Linked DNA regions of Capra hircus: region 1 is linked to region 2. The links are chromatin contacts, called in public Hi-C maps. All regions are on one chromosome and are shown on one strand. Each heading gives the region's core, a stretch centred on a gene start, on an enhancer-like site or on the middle of the called end of the contact. The rest is flanking DNA. Distances are from core to core; before and after follow the strand shown. Region 1 holds the start of C28H10orf105. Region 2 overlaps CDH23 (cadherin-23).

What was found. Hi-C and Micro-C count contacts between places; a contact is called where the count stands out from the background.
Region 1: a Hi-C map of blood shows a contact between it and region 2, with 2.9 times the contacts expected there. The contact joins the promoter of C28H10orf105 here to the enhancer-like site in region 2. A contact is called at or near these places in 3 of 5 Hi-C or Micro-C datasets (all in blood).

The regions. Positions count from the first base shown.
Region 1 is chr28:17,754,996-17,760,042 of ARS1.2, forward strand. C28H10orf105 reads left to right here and starts at 2,981. Exons shown (of 2, transcript XM_018042150.1): 1 at 2,981-2,996; 2 at 4,717-5,047. The coding sequence starts at 2,981. All of the region lies in intron 27 of CDH23 (cadherin-23), which reads right to left.
Region 2 is chr28:17,658,408-17,663,378 of ARS1.2, forward strand. CDH23 (cadherin-23) reads right to left here. Exons shown (of 69, transcript XM_018042178.1): 62 at 4,461-4,581; 63 at 4,298-4,377; 64 at 4,126-4,166; 65 at 3,915-3,975; 66 at 3,315-3,444; 67 at 3,068-3,190; 68 at 2,591-2,695; 69 at 21-1,779. The coding sequence ends at 1,453. PSAP (prosaposin) reads left to right here. Exons shown (of 14, transcript XM_018042181.1): 14 at 1-448. Among named protein-coding and RNA genes, the nearest start is that of PSAP, 35 kb to the left of the region's middle. Within about 2 kb of position 3,289, at least 1 of the 5 cell types and tissues checked has an H3K27ac peak or open chromatin away from gene starts, as enhancers often do.

The sequences.
Region 1 (5,047 bases), core at 1,731-4,230, 96 kb after region 2:
GTAACCCTCTGAATCTTTGCTCCATAAAAATGTAACTCTGTACTTTAAGGGTGATGCAGGCTAAGAATTTAAGAAGAAACACTTAAAGGGAAAATCATTGTTCTGGTGTCCCAGCTGACCAACCTTTATCAAAAGGAGGTCATGGAATATCAACAGGCCTCCAGAATAGAAGATGATGTACAAAAAAAGACTTTTGCAGGAAGGAACCTGATATCGATAAAAGTTATTACTGATGGAGTGGTGAGTTGACTCTGCATTTTTCACCTTGCTGTATGTATAACTCAGGGTATAAAAGCCCCAAGAAGAATAAAGTAAATGGGCCTCGCTCGAAGAAGCTTGGTCACCCCGTGTGTCTTTCTTTATCTCTTTATCTATCTTTCTTCATTCGCCGACGTCGTCCATCCTGAGGATATCCCTGGACTCTGCTGAGGCTGGACCTCGGCAGCGAGGTGTAAGCTACAGGCATCCAGCAGGCCCACTGAGCACTGGGGACATCTTTAGGCTGATGTGGCTCAGGGTGCCAGATGCCGGTGCCACGCCTGCCCAGCCTTTTCAGGAAAACACCAAGTCCCCACCACTAGTTAGGTGGGGGACCCTGGCCAGGCTGCACCGCTTCAGATCTCAGTTTCATTATCTGGAAGACAGGGCTGGATGAGACGACCCCTCAGTCACCTAACGGACGCTCATAATCCTACCCACTTGGGACTATGCAGAGGATGCTTCTCTGTTGTCAAGGGCAAAGGGCAGGAAGTGAAAGTGTTAGTCGCTGAGTCATGTTCGACTCTTTGTGACCCCATGGACTGCAGCCCACCAGGCTCATCTGACCATGGGATTCCCAGGCAAGAGTACTGGAGTGGGTAGCCATTCCCTTCTCCAGGGGATCTTCCCGACCCAGGGACCAAACTCAGGTCTCCTTCATTGGCAGGCACATTCTTTACCATCTGAGCTACTTGTCAAAAAAACAGGCTCCCCGAAAAGCAGGTGGACCCCAGGCTCAGGTCTTGGGCAGAGTCACAACTCCCCCTATCTGGGAGCTTGGGGGTCCTTGATGGGAAAGCTGCTGAAGACTTAGGCTTCTAAGCAGGCTGGTTGCCAGGGAAGTGCTGGCCTCCAGGAGGAGAGGAGGCTGGGAGTGGGGGGGACGGGGTGGGGAGTGTATGTGTGCACGTGTGTATGTGCGTGCCTGCGTGTAGCCACCGCCTGGGGGTCTCCAAGGGCTCCCTCAAACTACAAGGAGTGAAGCCCTAGAAGTCTCAATCCTCTATGTTCTGCCCTGTGATTTCTCTGACTTGAAAATGCCTCTCCCCCTCACTTCTACAGCCAGATACCCTCAAAAGGAAGGTGCTCTTCTGGGAAGCTAAGGGGAGGGGGGCCTGGGGGCTGCCAGGGTCCATCTCTCTGCCCGGTCCCCTCCCACCGCGTGGCTTGTAGCCCCTCTCCCCGGTAACCTGGAGGCTGGCAGGCACTGAATAGCAACCCGCTGGCTGCCCCCGACCATACCATTCAAACGTCCAGCAGGGGAAGGTGAGAGCCTCGGGTACAGAATCAGAGAGACCCTCCCCTCTGCGTTCCCCCCAAGGGCCCCCGCCCCTCCAGAGGGCTCCAAGGAGACCAGCCAGTGAAGGCCGTGGGAAGGCTCAGAGCGCCCAACTCCTCCATGAGGCTCCCTCTTCCCAGCCCAGTTGCCATCTCGACCTTCCTGGCTTTCCCCTCCCCCCAGGGAGGGCCCAGACTCTTCCAGACAAAGCCAGGTCTAACTGGAGAGTGAGGGGTGAGGGCCACTCTGCCTGGCTGGCTGAGGGACACAGGCAGAGCCCAGGGCAGGTGGGGGTCACAGAGCCGACCAGTGCTCCCGGGACCTCCCTTGAACAGCTGAGAAGACCTCTCGCCCAGCTGCAGACTGCCGAGGGCTGGCTGTGAGGTCAGTGCTGGGGCCTGCAGGGAAGTGGGGCAGCACGCTGCCTGGGGTTCTGTGGGGAGGATGTGCGCATGTGCTCAGACATGGGGAATCCCTCTGCTTTCGTAGCGAGTGGAACCTAGGCCCAGGTAGCAGCAGTGGTTAGTCTCAGGCCACCCAAAAAGATGTGCTGAGGTCAGTCCCCTCTGATCACAGCAGGCCCTGCTCTTGGAGCTCTGAATGAAGAAAGAAGGTTCTAGACTGAGCTTGCAGAGATATGTCCAAAGTGAGGCCTGCAGGCATGCCTGGGGCTCCAGTGGGCAGGGAGAGGCTTCAGCTGCTCTTGAGATCATTCCTAGCCTTGGTCTGACAGAGGCCTCCTTTCCCCAGAACCACTGGCCCTGGCTGGCTGCTCAGACAGGGCAGCCGGGGGCCCTGCAGTCAGTCTTGCCGCACCTCCCTGGAAGGATGGCCTGATATTTTCAACCACTCGGGAATCTCCTGCTCCCAAAGAAAATACTCCAATGCCAATTTAGCCTCACATGTTTTTTCAAAGCATTGCCCCACGGACTGAAGCCTGGACCTGCTTTGCTAGCCTGATAGGGTCTCCAGGTCCATGCGGAGGTCTCGAGATAGCATCAGGACTAGCAGGGCTGTGACTTCCCTCACTTCAGACTGCCCTTTTCTTACTCCCAGCCAAGCGCTTCCCTGGGGAGGATGGAGGGATGGGCAGTTCTCTCCCCAGGGGCCATGGCAGTGGGCACACCCCATCCCTCTTCCCTTCCAGATTCAAGGAAGGGCCAACCCACATATGGCCTGGTCAGCACACTCTCTAGGCCTGATGCTAAGAGGCGGAGGTCCCAGGCAGCTAGATGGGCATCAAAGTTTCCATCTGGGAGCTGGGAGGGGTCATTCTCTGGAAATGCTGGGAAGGAGTGGTGGTGGGGACTGGGTGGGGGTAGGGGGTGGGGTGCACTGGATGCCCTTAGTCCCTGGGCACAGGGGAGGCCGCAGGCAGAGGAGGCTGGGCACAGAGAGCCAAGAGTTAGGTCCTGCGGCTGTTGGTGAGTACCTGGTGTGGCGATGGCGGCTCGGGAGGGTGTGGGCCAGGGGGGCCCCTTCTCCATTTCCCACTTCCTGCTGACTTGGTGGGCTCTGCAGCCCACAGGCAGAGTCTCAGTATAACCGAAAGCCCTCCCTCCTCCCTAGTGTTGGTGCTACGACTTGCCTAAGTTAGACTAGGCTGTGACTTAGGAAAAGGAGAGAACTCTGTTATCCTCTAGGTCACGAAAGTCTCAAAGGTCAAAGAGAAACAAATGATTATTTCTTATTAAACCCCCTTCTGGATTTCCTATCCTGTGTTTGTAGAAATCAAAGATCACAAATGTTGGCCTGCAAGCTGTATGTGGCCTCCTTATGTATTTTGTTTGGCCCATTCGTAGTATTTTAAATATTTGAAAATTTATTTGGATTTAAAAAAAAATCAAGTTTGTTTGGCCTTTGCAGTATCTTTTTTGCCCCCCCCTGTCTCTCCAGAGGGGATTCAACCAGATTTGAATTAGGTGGCAACACTTCAACATCAGGGAAGTTTGCCTTAAAAAAGTCCAGATTTCTGGCTTCTCTTGGGAATCTGGAAGAGGGATCACAGTGGCCTGCCTTCTGGGATTCTGTCAGCTCAGCTGAGGCCCCTCTGTCCCCACTCTTCAGGTAGACCTGCCCACCTGTCCTGCTGGTAACATGCTATCTACTAGCTGGTCTCTAACTATGTAAATTTGCAACCAAGAGCTCAGTTTGATTTGCTAGCTATAAGGAATCTGCCGCCAACCCCCCCCCAACCCCCCACCAGTGGGATGATCCTAAGTGGTAATGGATGACTATGTCTGGGGGTTTCCAGCCCCACCTTGTCAAGTGGGCTGCTCTCTGGGGGTTCTTTCCCACTTGTTCTCAGGAAGCCCTGGGAGAGGGCTGGGAGCCAGCAGGGTGGCAATGCCACCAGTCCAGGGGTTGGGGACCCTGGTTCTAGCTTCAGCTTGGCCATTGGCTCACAGTGTGGCCTTGGGCTTGGCTGCCCCTTATTTGGGCCTCAGTTTCCTCACTTGTCTCTGGAGCAGGCTGGACTTCTTTGGGAAGCACCAACAGGAATTCCCCTGGGGGTCAGGTGGGTAACATAGCTGCGTAGGGAGCCGGAGGGCAGGGAGTGTAGTGAGCTGGGGGCCAGCACCCCGTCTAAATTGGGCAGCTGCTGTTCAGCCCCAGCCCCTGGGGGCCGGCAGCAATGGGCCCCATGTTGCTATTGCTAAAATTCTGAAATTTCAAGAGAAGCCAGGTGTTCAGATATTTAAGTGAAACCTCGTTTTTTTTTTTTTTTTTTTTTTAAAAACATCCACAATTAATTTAAGTTTATAAAAGCACTGTAAGAACTCGACCAGTTTGTAGCCTTGGTGGCAGATAACTGCTAGGATCCTTGCCCTCTGCAGCTATAACTGATGGTTTGTTCCTGGTCACAGAGCAAGCTAGGGAGGGGATTGGTCTTAGATCCCAAGACTCTGTTGTGATTCATGAGAATTGACTTTAAAATGCCAGAAGGCATTACCCTTCCTGCCTCCTCTGTGACAGGCAGGCAGGGACTGTAGCAGAGGGAGGATCTGAGTTCAGGCCCAGCCCCATCACTCTCCCGCTATGTGACTTTAGACTTGCTGCCTCTCCCAGGCTCACTGTTCTCACCTGGAAAATGAGCGCAGTGCCCAGCAGCCATCAAAGCCCCCTCCCCCTCCAGTCCTGAATGCAGCGCATTTGCTCCTGTCTCATTCCTGTTGCAGGAGCCATGAACACAGAGGGCCCCAGCCCCCTCGCCTTCCTCACAGCTCCAGCCACTCCGGGGAGGCTCTCAGAGGCCATTGACCCCATCCCCGTGCTCATTGCCCTGGCCTGCATCTTCCTTCTGCTGGCCACCTGTCTGCTGTTCATGACCCTCTGCAAGCCCCGGGCACTGGACCCGAGCCGCCGCCGGGCCCGCGAGTGCATGCCCCACCACCCAGGGAGCCCCAGCGAGCCCCAGCTCCGCCTCTGGAAGCGCCTGGGCTCGCTGCGCCGCTCCCTGCACAGCTTCCGCCGAGGCCGGCCTGCCCCCCGGCGCCCCCTGCCGGGCAG
Region 2 (4,971 bases), core at 2,039-4,538:
TTTGGAGTTCTCTGGTTCTGGGTGGGAGGGGAAAAAACCAGTTCACCTGAATGTACCCTGCTAGCTCTTCGTGGAGGTCCTGTGGGCCTGCTTGTGTGCGTGTGTGCCCCCTGGTGATGCCTTCTGCCCGCTCTTGTGTCCACCCTGCTCTGGGCAGGACAGCCCCTCCCCTCCGGCCCCCATCTTGTAGACGTTCTTTTTGACCTGTCAATAAATGTGGATGACAAGCTCCTAAGCCTCTGGCTTCCAGGTAGAAAAGGTCTGCTGGGTGTGCTGTCCCGGGGCCTCGGCTGCCGCCCTGCCTTCTCTCCCGTTTGGCTGCATCTTCTGTGCCACTTCCGGTTGCCAGGAGAGAGGACATGCGGTTGCTATTAAATGAACTTAATGATTTTTTGGTTTGTTTTGCACTAAAGTTTCTGTGATTTAACAATAAAGTCTGTCAACCAGAGCCTGAGTGTGTGTGATACCTCAGCCAGAAGAGTTTGCCCTCTGAAGGGCTCCTGAGGCTCTGAACCTGTAAGTGCGCAGCAGTCCTCAGGCCCCGTTTGGCCACAGGAATGAAGTCCCAGCTCTGGTTCTCCGTGGCGGCCAGTGGCCAGGGAGAGCCCCCGAAGATGGGTCCGGCTCTGGCCCGTGCTCACCGCCACCGCCCCCCGCGCCAGCCCGGTCCCGCGGGTAAGTTCACCAGAGCAACATGCTGGTTCCTTGGGAGTTGCCTTTCTTTTTAAAATTCAGACCATTCCAGAGACGTTCAGTGCGCACCAACTGAACAAAACCAAGGGTAAAATATTGAGGGAATAACTTAGTTTAAAAGGGGGATACACACGAACATTCTGCATTCAGAACCCAAGGGAACATCAGTCATTTTCTCTTTATGAACCAGGAACGTTTGGGAAGCCCGTGAAATGGAGAGAGTGCTGTTGGCTGACATTGACTGTGTCCGTGTAGGGAGACAGGGAGGACTCCCTGCCCCCATCTGCATGTCCAGTCAGGGATGTGGCAGAAATGTGCTGGGACTGAACTGGAGTCCAAGAGTCAAGGCCAGGCAGGGCATGCCTGCGCTGAGCTCCTGTGCAGTGGGGCTAGGGTTGAGGGGACAGGGCTGGGGTGGGAGAGGGGAGAGGGCCGGCTTGGCCTCTTTCAGCTCAGCCTAGGCCAAGGTGGATCAGACTCCTGGGCTCTCGGTGACCCTCCTTATCTCATCCTTAGATGCTTACCATTTGTTTGGTTTTCTTAAAAAAATAACATTTTATGAAGGTAGAGATCAGATGCCGAATGAGCGTCTGGCAGAAGTGGAATCCGAGCAGCTGAGGCAGGCCCTGCTGCTGGGCCAGCCCAAGGCTGTGTGCCCATAGCTGCCCCCCGGAGAGGCCCGCACCCTGGAGGTCCTGCCCCTGCTCTGGCCCTGGGGGGCGCTGGGCTGCTCATACCAGGTGGGCTCCCCGCATCTAGTCAGAGCTCCGTGATCTCCAGGGGGCTCTCCATGATCACGTCGCGAAGCTTGTGCAGGGGTGTGGATTTGGCGGACTCTGTGCGGGCGTTGCGCTCGAAGGTGCTGGCCTCGGCTGTCGTCAGTGTCTCCAGGGAGCGGCCCAGGCCCTTCTGGTCATCCTCGGGCAGGCTGTTGAGGTCAGTGGCCAGCAGCGTGCCCGTGCTCCCGTGCATCACATGGATCCCGTCTGGCCCTCTGAGCTCGGTAGGCGGCTTGTGGCAGAAACGCAGGCTGCCCTGGCCAGGGCTGCGCTCCCCTGGCTCCTCTTCCAGCTCGGTCTGGATCAGCTGCAAGAGGCCGGGACCCCCATATGCTCAGGGCCTGCCCGTGTGCAGGTCGATGGCCCCAGAGTCCTACCTGCTACGGGCTTGTTTTCTCCCTACCGCACACAAGGAACCCTGGGGCTTGTGTCACAGAAGCCTGCGCAGCCTATGACCATGTTGCTCAAACTGGGTACAAAGGAGAACCATAGATGCGTCTGGTGATGCAGGTGTGTTTCTGCAGAGCATGGGGTTCCTGTGAGAATCTGTGTAAGTTCCTGTATTCACTCTGAGGCCTATGAAGATCCTGTGACTGCAACTGTGGAACCTGGGCTTGTTAGTGGGCTGGCCTCAAGCAGGATCAGCTCTCACTGTGGCAGGTGGGAAGTGTCCACAGTGGAACCTGGAGGGGACTGGTAAGGTCCAGCAGAGATAGCGAATGGTGCTTCTGTCCTGAATGGAGCGTTTCTGTTTTCACCTCTGGCAGTGGGGAATATTGGCCCAGCTGGAAATCTGAATCTTTTAGATAAAGTCTGACTGTTTAAAGTGATTGGCATGGCACTGCAGTCAGTTTCTAAAATTGACATCCTCTCTCAAGGATACCTTCTTGGGGTTTCTCAGATCTGAGAAACACTGCTTCAGCACCCACCCATCCCTGGGAAAGCCCACTGCAGAGTCCAGAGAGCAGAACCCAACTGTCTTGACGCCCTGGACCCCCACCCACTGCAGTCTTGGGTCCTAGCTGCATCTCAGAGACTCCGAGGAGGATGAAAGAGAGGGAGGGAGAGAGCACCCCCAGGGCTGGGGCACAGCACACAGCTCCCAGCCCACCCGCTACCTCGGAGATGGAGGAGTGGCAGGAGGAGGCTTTTTGCACCATCCGCTGTGCAAAGAGCTTTTTGAGCCGCAGGTAATCCTCCAGGACCACCTTCAGCAGCGAGCCCTGGGGGAGGGAGAGGGTTAACCCCCACCAAGGCCCTCCCCTTCCTGCCCCACCCCCTACTCTCTCCCCTGACAGGTGGGGGTAATGGAAGGTGACTCTGGGCGTCTGATCCTAGGGTAGAGGGTGGGAGCAGAGCCTGCTGACAGTGGCCAGCTGGACCCATTGTCACCGGAGTCCTGGCCTTGAGGCCACTGGGGCTGAAGCAGCTCATCAGCCCAGGGCTGCTCTCTGTTCTTGACCCCCAGAGGGCGGGTCTAGCTGAGGCCCCAGAGGTGGAGGAAGCTGTTTCCCAGGACCCTTCCCGTCCCTGCATCCCCTGGAGTCCAAGCCCAGCCAGGGGTCTGGGTGCAGGAGGCTGCTAGGACGACTCACCTTGATGGGCCCCTCCCGAATGATCTGGCCCAGCTTGGCAATGTTATCATACTCCTGGATGGCAGCCCGCAGGTACCGCTCATCGTCAGGCTTGACCGCTGCTGGTTCTCGCCCGAAAGTTCCCTGGGGAGAGGAGGCGTTAGCTGGAGCAGGAGTAGACGGCACGCACACGTGTACACACATGCGTACACACACGTGTCCATGTGTGCACACGCGCATGTCCCCGCCCGCTCTGGCCCAGGCTCACATGGGTGCGGGTGGGGCTGTTCCACAGGTCAGCGACCTCACTCAGGTTCTCTGGCAGGTCATCCTCGTGCTCAGCCTGGGCGGCCAGCTCCAGGTTCCGGCAGAAAGGATCCAGCCACACAGGGTTGGCCCTGCAGATGGAGTGGGGTTGGGGGAAGGCTGAGAGAGGAAGGCTGGAGTGGATGGACACTTGATGCCTGAGGGAAATGGGCCCCCACCGTTTCCTCGGCAATATCTTGTCACAGGACTGGGGGTTGAGGGTGGTAAGAAATGCCCCTTACCTGTGGGTGCATCCTCCCCTCAAAGATCCCACAAGAACCAGGACAACATCCCCATCTGGATTGGCTTTGGTGTGGAGGCCTCCTCTTGCACCCGCTACCCATGCCTCCCTGGAACTTGAGGCCCAATCAGGTTGGGGAGCCCAAGTCAGGGTGGAGAGAGGGGTGTTTGGGCCAGCAGGGGGCACCCACACTCCAGGTTTCAGCCAGTCCATGATGCCCTCAGGGCCTGAGAGGCAGTAGAGACTTTACCCCAGTTTGGTCCAGGGTGGGGATGGAGTTTCCCTAAAGTGCACCCAGCAGGGTTCAGGGACCCCACTCACCCATCGAAGGAATACTTGTTGGTGTTGGGCATGTCCATGATGTCAATGAAGCCACGATTCCCTGTAGGAGAAGGGTTGGGGTGTGAGGTAGAGGGGTACACCCTGCTGGGGCTGGGGAGCTGGGCCTGAGCCAGCCTTGTGAGGCCCTGGCGGTCACTCTAGGCCCTCAGGGGCCCCTCCTATCTCCCCACCCATCACAGCCCTCTCTTACCTGCAGAGCCAGCCACAATGGCTTTGAGCTTCCTCTTGTGTCTAGAAAGAAGCAGAGGGGCTGGTGAAGGAAGCTGGGGCTGGACTGGCACCTTAGGGCCTAATGGCCCTGCCTGCCTCCGTGACTGTCTGCAGTCAGCCTGTCTCAGGGCAGGGCAGTAGGGGTCACTCACACGGTCCTGTAGTACCAGTTCATGAGGATGAAGAGCATGGCAGCCAGGAAGAGGAGAATGGCCAGGACAATGATCGCCATCTAGGGGAGCAGGGTCGGGCCTGAGTGGGTGAGAGCACCCAGGGCAGCACGGGGACTGTGGGGGTAGGTGTCACCTGGGGTACCTGCAGGGCGGACATGTCATCGGGCAGGCGGACAGAGATGGCGGGCTGCACGTCCAGGACGTTGTAGTTCCGGAACAGATTCCTTAGTTGCTCCTTGTTTTCGTCGATCATCTGGATCACCCTGGGCGAGGGGGCAGAGGCATCAGCCATTCCTCGAGAGCTCGTCCCACTCAGGCCAGTCTGCCCCCAAATTCACCCCCCACCAAGCCTTGTGAGATTCAGGCCCACCCAGCTTAGATAACCTTGTATTTTACAGCTTCACCATCCCTTCACATAAGATCCTGTTTGATCCTCACAATTGCTGTAATAGTCCCATTTCACACATGGGAAGAGTAAGGCTCAGGGGGTGGATCTCTGTTCATACACCTTCTCTCTACCTGCCCTGCCCACCCCTGGGTGAGAGCCTCCCATACAGCAGGCATGATGGTGTTACCCTGCTCCCAAACTCCAGGGTCAGGGCAGGCTGACAGACCCAACTCCAGGGCAGGGAGCAGACAGCTGAGCACAGACG